Regions from separate parts of the Drosophila melanogaster genome. Here region 1 is linked to region 2. The links are chromatin contacts, called in public Hi-C maps. All regions are on one chromosome and are shown on one strand. The core of a region is the stretch at or near the end of the contact, and the rest is flanking DNA. Distances in the headings are between cores, read along the strand shown. Region 1 holds the start of CG43732. Region 2 holds the start of PKD (Protein Kinase D).

Region 1 (5,505 bases), core at 2,947-5,446, 640 kb before region 2:
ACGTTGGCTTTTATGGGGGAGATTTTTAAAGCTTACACAAAGATGCTTCACTCTCGTTTGTCTGCCATTTTATGCATTCACGTATCACAAAAGAGATATTTTAATATGCCAAGGAACGCGCGACAAAGATTAATGAAATTCTCGCCTTAAGCCACATCTTTCTGGCTAAGTGAATTCATTTTCTTCGGATGCGGAAACAATGGGAATTTGTAAGCAGAACAACGCTGGCATATTACGCGTTTACCAAACAGAAGTTTAGATTCCGGGAAATATTGAAAATTCAAATTGGCTAATCAGCCATAAGGCCCAAGGCCTTCGCTATATGCCAATTCCATTTGGAATTTGGAAATAAGGTATTTGGCGAAAAACAGTGGCTGACTGGGGCTATTTGAATTGGCTTCCTGTCGGCGCTTATTTCATTGTGGCAGCCTCTGTTTATTTATAATTCGATTGGAAATGTGTTTGGTCAAAGAAGTTCATTTCGATTGGCGCCACCTCATCGCATTTTACGACCATTCGCGGTTTGTTTATCTTTCTGTGTTTAGGCTTAATTACCGTGGCATTTCATTCATATTTAATGTGTCGGAAAGTTCTGCCCACCCGCACAGAAACTCAATCGAAATCGGCCTTTGAGTGCTCGCTCGGTTAATGATTTTTATTGAAATCGGCATAGTTTTCACTCGACTGCCCAACGGTCCATAAATTCATAATGCTAAGGACGAAACTTTAGCTGGCTATTTGCTCCGTTCAGATTGATTAGAAGATTGATAGACTGGCTGTAGCTAAGTGAGAATGACTTGAACTTTGGGAACTACTCGTAATTGATTGGCTCAGCCAGTTTGTATTAGCTTTTTCACGCAGGAGATGCCAGCTAAAAGGTTGCGAGTGTGGTTTTGATCGCATGCCAAATAATTTATGTCTTTTGTTTTTTCGCCAGTTAACAAGGTCTTAAAGCTGGTAAGCCTTGTGCAAATTTCATTCCAGAGGTGGCACATCAAAAGACGATCCCTTCTTTAATCAGCAAACTCATTAGCATCGTCCGCTAACTAAATACAAATTAAAGAAACAGCATCCACAGCTGGCAAAGCCGCTTGCCTTTCCCCTTTTTCCACGCTTTTCCGCCTGCTCCTGCTGGTTGCTAAAAAGTTTTCACTTCGCAGCCGTCAAGTTGATGTAATGAAAAAGTTGCAGCATATTTTTAACAATATTTTCCCAGCTCATATCACATGACGTGGACACGCTGGCTACTTTCTACTGGCAAAAGCCAATGCTGCTGCGGAAAGCCTTCAAAACAACAAGAACTCGGCGTACAGGGCGCTAATTAGTTTCGAGTCGGCGTTTTCAATGGGAATATGGTTTGAAAAAACATCGCTCATACGCAACGTTGGCCCGCAGCCGCAGGTTATTATTATAATTTTGGTTCGGAATGGTAAAAAAAACGGAAATAAAACTTATTTCTAGCACACAAACTGAAATAAATAAACACTTTCGCTGCGAAAGTGGAGACCACACCCTCCACTCAAAGCCGTTTTGCACGTAGCTTTTCTCGTGAGCAGCCGTCGGGAAAATCGCTTGCAAAAGTGAAAATTGAACAAGGAACCAAAGGCGCAAAGGAAAACCATATGAGCAACGGGTTAGCACTGTGAAAGCGAATCCAGTGCAGCTCATTATAAAATAGCCAACGTAAAAAACCCTATTTCCGTTTTTTTTTTTTTGGGGGGGGGCGGGTCAAAGGTGCTCGCTCCGGACCCGAAAATTCACTTTGAGATTCCAAACAGAAATTTTAACGATGCATATAAAAACCCGGCGACGGCAAATGAATAAATAATTTATGCGTAAAGGTTCCTAAACATTCGAGTGGCTGGGTAACATTATTTGCAAAGTTACTCGTCTCTTCTTTCTTCGCATTTTCCACACGTAGCAAATTGTATCTCTCTATTACCTGGTGGAAGTAGCCTGATTTAGTGGCAGTGCCGCCCACCTTAGCCGAAGAAAAAGAAAAAAGGGTTGAGTTTAAAACCCAGCCAACCCCGCAAGTCGACTTTTCACGGGAGTCCCTTTGGGTTATGTTTGCTTATCACCTGGTTGGCTATCCAAACAAGGTGGAAAACGATTGCGGCCCTCTGTTTGCACATTTGGCACGTTTCAATTTCGCAGCGATTGCCGAACTGCATGCAAATTGCAACTGAATCCCACTTTTTTTTTGTACGTTTACTACTTTGCATATGGCAAAGAAACTGGGAAAGCACTTTCATCTGATGATCGACTGTATGGATAGACATCGGAGTGAGAAATAGTCAATTACGAAAATGATTTTCGTGAGTAATTATTAAATAAGCTGCAATTTCAGGTAGGCAGGCTGACTATAAACCATCGCTTATAGTGAAACGTGAGCGGAATTTAAAAAGGAAAGTAATTTACAAAATGTTTACAAATATATTGAGTATTGGTTAGAATAATTGGTTGCCGTTATTAGCATGTTTATAATAAGCGTGAACGAAAATAACGATTTTTAAACAAAATCGTTTCGTTGAAAATCAAAGTATAAATCTCTTGAAAAATATTGCATTCAATTCAATTAATCTTTTGCTGAAAGTGTAAACGGAAAAACACGTCTTCTGCTAGTAAAACTACAATTTTATTTCGCAGATCATTTCCCTTTTTTTTCGGATCAAACAAGAGTATATTCAGATCTAAAAAATGAATTGGAAGATGAGCAATGCGTTTACTCCTGCCTCAAATCGAAGCTGTCACTTGTCAGTGGCACGCGTTGCAGGAACGGAAATCGGAAAGTTCGCCCGGACTTTGGCTGTGACTCCAATTAAGCAGCTGGCGAACAGGTGAAACAGGTGAGACCCAGCAGAAGTTGTCATAACTGCCGTGGACACATTTCCATCGCCATCACCATCGTCCCTTTTTCTTCTGTCTTTTCCGCATTTATCCAGACTTATTGCTGCATTGCAAACAATACGAGGGCCATGTTGTAAATCCCCCAACAATTGTCTGCCTCCAGTTCGTTTTGTAACCTTTCGTTGCCCAGATTGCCCTCTCCTGTTTAAGGACGTTCCAAGAAAAAGCAGCCAGGGTTACCGATTAGGAATGTATGGCCATTGTGCATGTGAACTAATAACGCATTTGTATGTTTGCTTTTGAAAATGGCGAGTTAGCTTGAACGTGAACTCATCCGAAGGAACATTCGCTCAATGCAAATAAAACCCAATTTTGCTGAAATGAGCATTTTTTTTTTTTTTTTTGGTGAATCGTATGGGCATGTGGACCGATTCCAAGAATCAATTTACATGGCCATTCTCGTTTGGTCAAAGGAATAGGTGTCATAGGTTGATATTAAATGGAAATGCAGCATTGTAAGTGTGGCAATAAATAATTCAATACACAGCACGGAGTGACTTTCATTTTAGTTGTTATACAAGTGAATTCCATTTAATAATTTCATTCGTGATAAATGATTAAGGTATTCTTATTTGGAATTGTTTGCCAAAAAACATTTGCATTTAAAATTGTATACGCGCACAAAAGAGGCATAACTTAAATATTGCAGTGGTTTTGCTGACTTTCAAACATCATTGTTTAATTTTAAGCGAGTATGATGTTTAAATGTCTTTAATCCTACCAAGTGATTCTGCAAAATACCTCCCAGCCTTTTGCCCCGATTGATCACCATAAATAGCCCACTCCACAATCTTATAAATGCCGAATATCTCAATTGTGCACCATAGCCAAGGCAATTTCAAAAGAATATGTAATTCGGTTTCCATTTGAATATTTACGTCTCGCTGCCGAGGGCTTTCTCAATTGATTTGTAATTCACTTTTGTGTCGAACAATTCCGCGTTGAGCTCTCCGTTTGCCAGGCCAGGGTTTTTCTTATCGCCGGGATTGGTTTGGCCGGATTTTGGATTTTGGATTTTGACACCGAAACGGAATGCTTAAGCAAACATTAAAATGCAAACGCACAGGACGAAGCGATAAGGCGGAAAGAACAAGAGACCTTAATCGGTGGTCAAAAGCGGGAAAAGTGCGCGCGTTGCTGGGAAAACTGATTCGAGGCTCCTGTCACACGATGCGATTAATGACGCGTTCAAAAGCTGGTGGCAAGCGGAATCCGGAGCTGAATTGAGCTGGCTGAAAAGCGCGTTGCGAGTGTGTGTGCCGCACGGCCGACTGAAATCGACTGACTACGCTCGGCTGCTGCCACGGCATTTAAGGCAGAGAGTGAAGTCGGAAAATGCGAGGAAAATTCGGAGGAAAAGCGAGAGAGCACGCCGCGATGACATCAAGTGAAAGCTCTGCCATTTGAATCGAGAGACGGCTGTTAGTCCAACGCCAATATAGTACGGCAGCGAAATAAATCAAATTGAATCTATGATTTCGTTTTTGTGCACTTCTTTTTTCTACTTCAGGACCCCAGGACTCCTTGGCGCAGCCTCCTCCTCCTCCGCCTCCTTCTCGAGTGGATCCTTCAAGTTGTTTGCCACCGGATTTCATTTGGCTGCGGCTCAATGAGCCGTCGATTCTGTTTGTTCGAGTGGCCGACGAGCGCTTTAATCGCCCATCCAAAGCCAAAACCAAAGCCGCCACTCGAGACAGCTGGCAGGTGGCAGATTTCAGGTGAAACCCGAAGGTTTCCAGGTGCCAGGCCATCAGGTGGTGCCAAAGCTGACAGGTGAGAATCTTGTTTAACTTCGGCTTCTGCTCATTATGCTCCTCCCGTTTTGGTCCGACTTGGCCGTTTGTGCGGATAATTGCCGCCTTCAATTTAAATTGCCAACGAGCTTGGCGCACCTAATTTTCGATTTCATTTAATTTGGCGCAAATCTCATTAGGGCAAAAACGTCGCCCAAGATAAATGGCAGTGTGTTCTTTTGTTTTTTTTTCTTGCTCTTCGTCCGAGGCATCGAATCGCAGATACTTTGACCTGTGCCTGGGGCACTGGCGTCTTTGACTTTCCCTGCTCCGTCCGGCATGCCAAGTCAGCGATTTATTTGGGCCAAACAATGGCGGGATAACCCAGCAAACATTCACTGGCCAACTGATAAGCGCCAATCTCTTGGCAAATGATAACACCGTTGGCCTGGCAGCGCAGGCGCGAGCTTTTCCACAAGAGAGAGATAACGATGGAGAGAGTGGAAAAGCCAGAGAGCTCTGCCAACTGATAAGAAAGCAGCAGACTTATGCTGCCTCTGCATCTGCGGCTTCAATTGTCTTTAATCGCTGCTCAAATGTCGATGATGTCCTGGGAAGTGTTCTGTGGGATGGGTTGGAAAATTGGAGAGCGGTTACCCCGGGGAGGAACTTTAACGAATTGTCATTGATTTCTTTTGAAATGGCACCGCTTTTGTTTGCCTTCGCTTCTGCCACATTAGGCAGCTGAGCAGGGGGGGGATTCTGCTCCTCTAACTCTGATTACTGCAGCTCTGCCTATCGGGGGCAATGATCACAGATTGAATTTGCTCCGGCGGCAGCCGGTCTTAAATAATTATGAGCG
Region 2 (5,464 bases), core at 483-2,982:
CTTAATCTGGCTAATTGATTTAAAAATGTTTCTATTATGTTTAAATCCTGCTAAAACTTCATTTAAAATACAATAAATTAATAAATAAATTTATGGTCCTTACTCCTTCGTAGATATATTTCTGATTCCCCTATAATAAATACGTCAAAATTAAATATTTTCAATATTTTATCCAATTCAGTTGAGATATTACTCCACAGTAGTTTTCTATGTAGCAGGACACATGCAACTGTCTCGACGCAGCCCCGCTTTGTATGCTATGGAAAATCTCTTTATTATATTACGTGCGACGCTTTTGTTGTCAGTTGGCAGGCGGCACAGCACCAGCAACAAAAGCCATTCACCCCCTTTTGGAAAAATGGCCTCCCAAGACCCACAGCCACCCACCTTCCGCACACATCCGCCCCATTTTTGCCGGGGGGACGGGGTAAGCGCCATGTGTTGCTAGAGCAATTTTATGCTTCCCTTTTCGAAGTTGCTTCGTTTGACTGGCCCAGTTCTTTCCGCCCATTTTTCCCCATTTTTCTGATTCTGCGAAATGAAAAGCTCTTAGCGTGGAAAAGCGATTACGATGCTGGCGAAAAGCTTTACGTTTCCGGTTACCTTTCCGCCGCAACGTGTTACCGTAATGTGCATTTTACGCGCTTCAGTTTGGCCAACCAAAAGGGGGATCCCCGGAGTTCCTCGAGCTACTGACCTCCGGTGTGGCGTGTGCATTCACTGAAAGGCGCAAAATCACTGCCGCTGATTTTTTCCAGTGCAGATTAAAGCTTTTCGGGAGCAACAGTCGCCCATTAAAAGCCCGCTCACTTGACTCTCTTCGAGTGGCACACTTGTCTCTTAAGTTTCGACTGCTCTTTACTTCTTCTTTTAAGACTCAAAATATTACGTATACGTAAACAATATTCGGTTTGCCTATTTTATTTTTTATTTGAAATAAATATATAAAATGTATCAAATATTTTTGGTAGGAATTAAGAGATGTAATTTATGTTATTTTTTAATTTAATTTAATTTTAGTTATTTTAACTAACTTGCAAACTTATATTATTATTTTACATGTATAATTAGAAAGATACCATTTTTGACAATATTACTTAATATTTTAATATTCTATAAGTAATCCTAATATGCAACTACTTACGCTCTAAGCTAAATATGAAATAAATAAATTATTTAAGTTTTCTTTGTTTAAACCTGTCTACCCTGGCAGCTCTTATGCGTAACCTATCCTAATTCTGAGCAAAAGTGGGCCGCTTCTCTTCGTTACAACTCCCAAGCTTTCAAGACACCTGTGAGAAAATGAGAAAGCTTGGCGAGCATGGCTTTCACCTCTGCCACAGCCGGATTGTAAACAAACGCCCAGCCGAAATCGAGAAGAGTAAATAAACAATCGAAAAGAGGCCAAAATAAAATAGAATCAAAATCAAATTGAGGAAGCGCGTCAAGAACGCCAAAAATGTGGCAAGTGATGCGTTGCTTGAACACAGCATCCTAGGAATCGCAAACATTCTGCCCCCCAAATGCTCTCCCATCGGAGAATCTCTCTGGTGGATTTGTGGGGGGGGGGGAGGGGTTCAAAAGAGAGCATAAACCCGAGTCCAAATCGAGAGTTGAGTTGAGCTCGGCAATTTCATTTGGATTTTGCCTTTTCAGCCGCTGCTGCTGATTTTTGCGATTGCTGGCCTGGCTGCCTTTGGAAATTTCGCTTCAGTTGCGCGGCGGTCGACGCGAAGTGCAAACGTGCGAAGTTTTCTCGTCTTTTTTTTGGCCTCAGCGACAGAAACAGCGCAACGTGGACATGTCCACGATGCTGCCACACAAATAGGAAAACAAGGAAAGGAAAATACTACGACACACACACACGCACACACACGCGCTCAGAAACGGCAAACAAATATTGAAAATTCTAAGGAAAAGCGCCCGGGGAAATGGGGCACGAACGAAGGTGTGTTGGTACTCTAGCTGCTGTCCGTGTGCATATTAATTATTCAAATTAATTGCAAGACATTTTCAACAAGTCTATATATACATGTATATATACATTCGCCAAGTGTTGCATCTTAAATGAGTGTAAAAAATAATCGACGGAAAGTCGGGCAAAGTCGTCGAGGGATGCCAGCTGAAAACAAATTAAACCAAATGAATTTTCCCGAGAAACATTAAAATTTAAGTGTCACAGTTGGCGGCTCCTTGGCAGTTTCCCGAGTTTTCCGTGCTTTCCGAGCTTCCCAGTTCCTGTTATTATATCATCCTGTGCATAAGTGGAGTGCTTTTGTTGCTAATTTGCTACGTTTCGTTGTTGGTGGTCGTGAGTGGTAGTTTTGTGCTCAATTCGTGTCTTTACGAGGCATATAATTATTATATGCTAGCTATTCGAATGGTAAAATAAGTATATACTATATGGCACCATTCATTTATAGAATGGCTTGTTAAATGCGTGTATCATTTCAACGGGGTCCTTTTCAATGGTTCTTGGAACTTGGAAAGGTTTAAATTTATAGTGACTGTGCGTATTCTTATATTACTAAGTGCTTTAATAAACTAATAATAGTACTTACATGATATTCATATAATTACTTTACAAATACAAATTTTGACCTTATACTTAGATATATATTTGTCAGCTTAGATCTGTATTGTTAATTAATCTGAATATGTGTACATTTAGCTAATCCTCCTTACTGAGTGCCACCTGTACCATTGTCCTGACACGCTTCAATGCAAATGTTTGTCTGCGCCCGCGCCCGTTAATATTTATTTGCTCCTTTGGGCGGGTGGAAAACGCACTCCCACTTCGGAGTCCACCATCCACTTGAGCTAGAAAAACAAACAGAAACACATTCGAGTTGTTCCCTGGCCTTGGTGTTTATATGGCCGGTGCGTCAGGCTCAATAAACTGGAACCATTATCGCATCTACACGCTTCTCTGGAGATTCATAACAAGCCCAATTTCGATTTAACATGTTTCAATTTAAGTTAAGCAGAAGAGGCGCTGTAATTTCTAAATATATCTTCAGAACTTTATTCATTTCATTTCGAAAGACCTTTAAAAGATGGTTCATCATATATGTAAATCCAAATATATTATCTAATATATCCTCATTAATATCCTTCTTCTAAGATGATACTTTTTTCGCGCACTGTATAGGATTTTCTTGGGCTCCACCCGCAGTGGAATTTGAACTTGGCGTGGCATCATCGGCGCATCTCGTTCTCGCTTTCGCTCCCGGCTTGGAATTATTATCACCTTTCTAATTATCTATCGATGATAATGGTGATGCCATGCGATGCCCCCTCTCTATCGCTCCCCGTAGCCCCGTCTCGTTCTGTTTTCTTATCAGACTCGAAAAGAGCCCGCGACTTTTGCGTCGACTGTGACTATTTGCATTTCGCTACGTTCTGTGTTTGTTTCACATGAATCTAAGAATTTGAATTCTAATAATATTCCAACAAATAAACATGTGAGTACGGGTGGCACAGCCTCCAAAAAAAAAACCAACCGATAACCGAGGGGGATAACAATAAAAAAAACACATGAAACAACAGATTTCAACTAACTTCTTGTTTGGCCATTTACATTTCAAACTGGAGAAGTTTGAATATCATAATTTTGTTTTTGGTTTCCAAAATAAATAGATGTTAGTGTTGCAATTTATTTTGATTTCAAGCATAGCAGTTAATGAGCAACATTTTAAATTAACAACTACACACTATTTTTTTGGTGCAATTAATGAACTCAAATTTGTTTGGTTTTTTCGGCAATATGCCGCTGTTATTTATTGATCAATTTAAAATCTAAAAATATGTTCAAAATACTTACATATTATTAGGGTAACGAATTTTACGAAATTGTTTCAGAGTCATTTTCAGTTGATTCGAAAATATATATATTGGTATAATTTTGAATTATTGATTCGGTTATTTATGCTAATCCATTAGGGATCGACATTTAAATTCCAAATATATATTTCTTTAAAATCGAATACGTTTTATAATTTTTTGTTATTTCCTTGCCATTTTAAGTAAAAATCCATAATTTCTTTCCATTCGCTGACAACATCTGCACGCTTGGCACAACTTCAGTAACCGTCACAATGAAAGGAAATCACCTTGGCCCTGGGGCCGTCTAACGGTAACGGGAAAATCGCTTATCAAACCTCAAACCACCAACCCCCATCCCGCACCACCTGAGTTGGCCCAAACTACACACACCCCCCCCCCCTCTCAGGTAGTTTTCTCGCACAGCCTTGACAATGACAACGAGCGAAGAAATGGGCGCTAAATGGGCGCGCTCGAAGCGTAGAAAGAGTGCAGAAGGGGCAGAGTAGTGGGAGAAAGGGGAAGAAAGGCCGATGGTGGCGGAAGGTGGGGTTCGGGGGTATATTGAAGAGTGCGTCCGTTACAACAAACAAACAAAGGAAACAAACAAACTGGGCAACAAATGGCGGGCAAGGGCGGGGTAGTAAGACTATGCCGGGTCGAGTGCTTTGGTTCATGGCTCACACTCACACACGTCTCAGCCGCTCACTCTCTCTCTCACTCTGTTGTCATCTCGCTCTGCAGCACTCTGGCCTTGTCTTTCTCTATACATTCGTCTACACTGGAATAAAAACATGTACTTAGTTTCTCTTTTACAAAATATTGCTATGAGGTAATTATTTCTTTTCAGAACACAACTTACTTAAAATTCATATTTTACATTTTGGAAATTTATTAAAAAAAAAGAACATTTTATTACATAAAAAATAGATCTAGACAAGTACTTATTAACCATACAAATTATTAAATATATTTTTTGGTGTATGTATTTAGTTGATTTAAACGAAAATATTTTCTTTAAAATAAAAACAAAAATACTTTTAATGTATAATAAAAGCTAGATGTTAAAGGTTAAATATGTGTTACTTAAAGTATTATCAACTGCATTAAACAGCAATTAATGTTAATTCTTCCTGTATTTAGTTATGTATTTATTCATTCATTTCAATTATTTTCCCCAGTGCCGTCAAACGGGTTTTGAGTTGTTTTTGCGCTGGCTACTGGGTCTCAGTTTGAGTTTGGGCCTGGGTTTAGGTATGGGTATGGGTTCGGGTTGGGGCTCTTTATGGGGTTTTGTGTCTGGGTCTGAGACTGCGACTGCGACTACCACGACTGGGACTGGAACTGGGATTGGGAGTGGGAGGGGGTCTCTGGCATCGTCGGCGGCTTTGGCAGTCAGTTGGCCAAGTCAGTTGCTCTTTTGGCTTAACAAACTCAGAACGTGCCGCGGCGACGATGGCGGAGACATCGAATTGCAGCGCATAGAATAAAATAGACAGCAGGAGCTGAAATCGAGGCAAGCGAAAGAGCAAGAGTTGGGCTTAGTCATCATGTCCAAGCGGCATCCGTCGGATGCAAGGCGCTGAAAAGGTTCTCAAATTCACGACTAGTGTGTATGTGACGGATAAATTATTAAGTGATA

Evidence for each region. A called contact is a pair of places that touch in the nucleus more often than the background predicts.
Region 1: a Hi-C map of the Kc167 cell line shows a contact between it and region 2, with 1.4 times the contacts expected there. A contact is called at or near these places in 3 of 107 Hi-C or Micro-C datasets (the Kc167 cell line, embryonic mesoderm and wing imaginal disc).

What each region holds. Positions count from the first base shown.
Region 1 is chr3R:18,948,887-18,954,391 of dm6, reverse strand. It overlaps CG43732, which reads right to left and starts at 4,196. Exons shown (of 15, transcript NM_001275792.1): 1 at 3,789-4,196. The region is part of intron 5 of CG42613; the gene reads right to left.
Region 2 is chr3R:18,310,675-18,316,138 of dm6, reverse strand. PKD (Protein Kinase D) reads left to right here and starts at 1,732. Exons shown (of 8, transcript NM_142453.4): 1 at 1,732-1,948. naz (nazgul) reads left to right here. Exons shown (of 5, transcript NM_001300458.1): 5 at 1-64.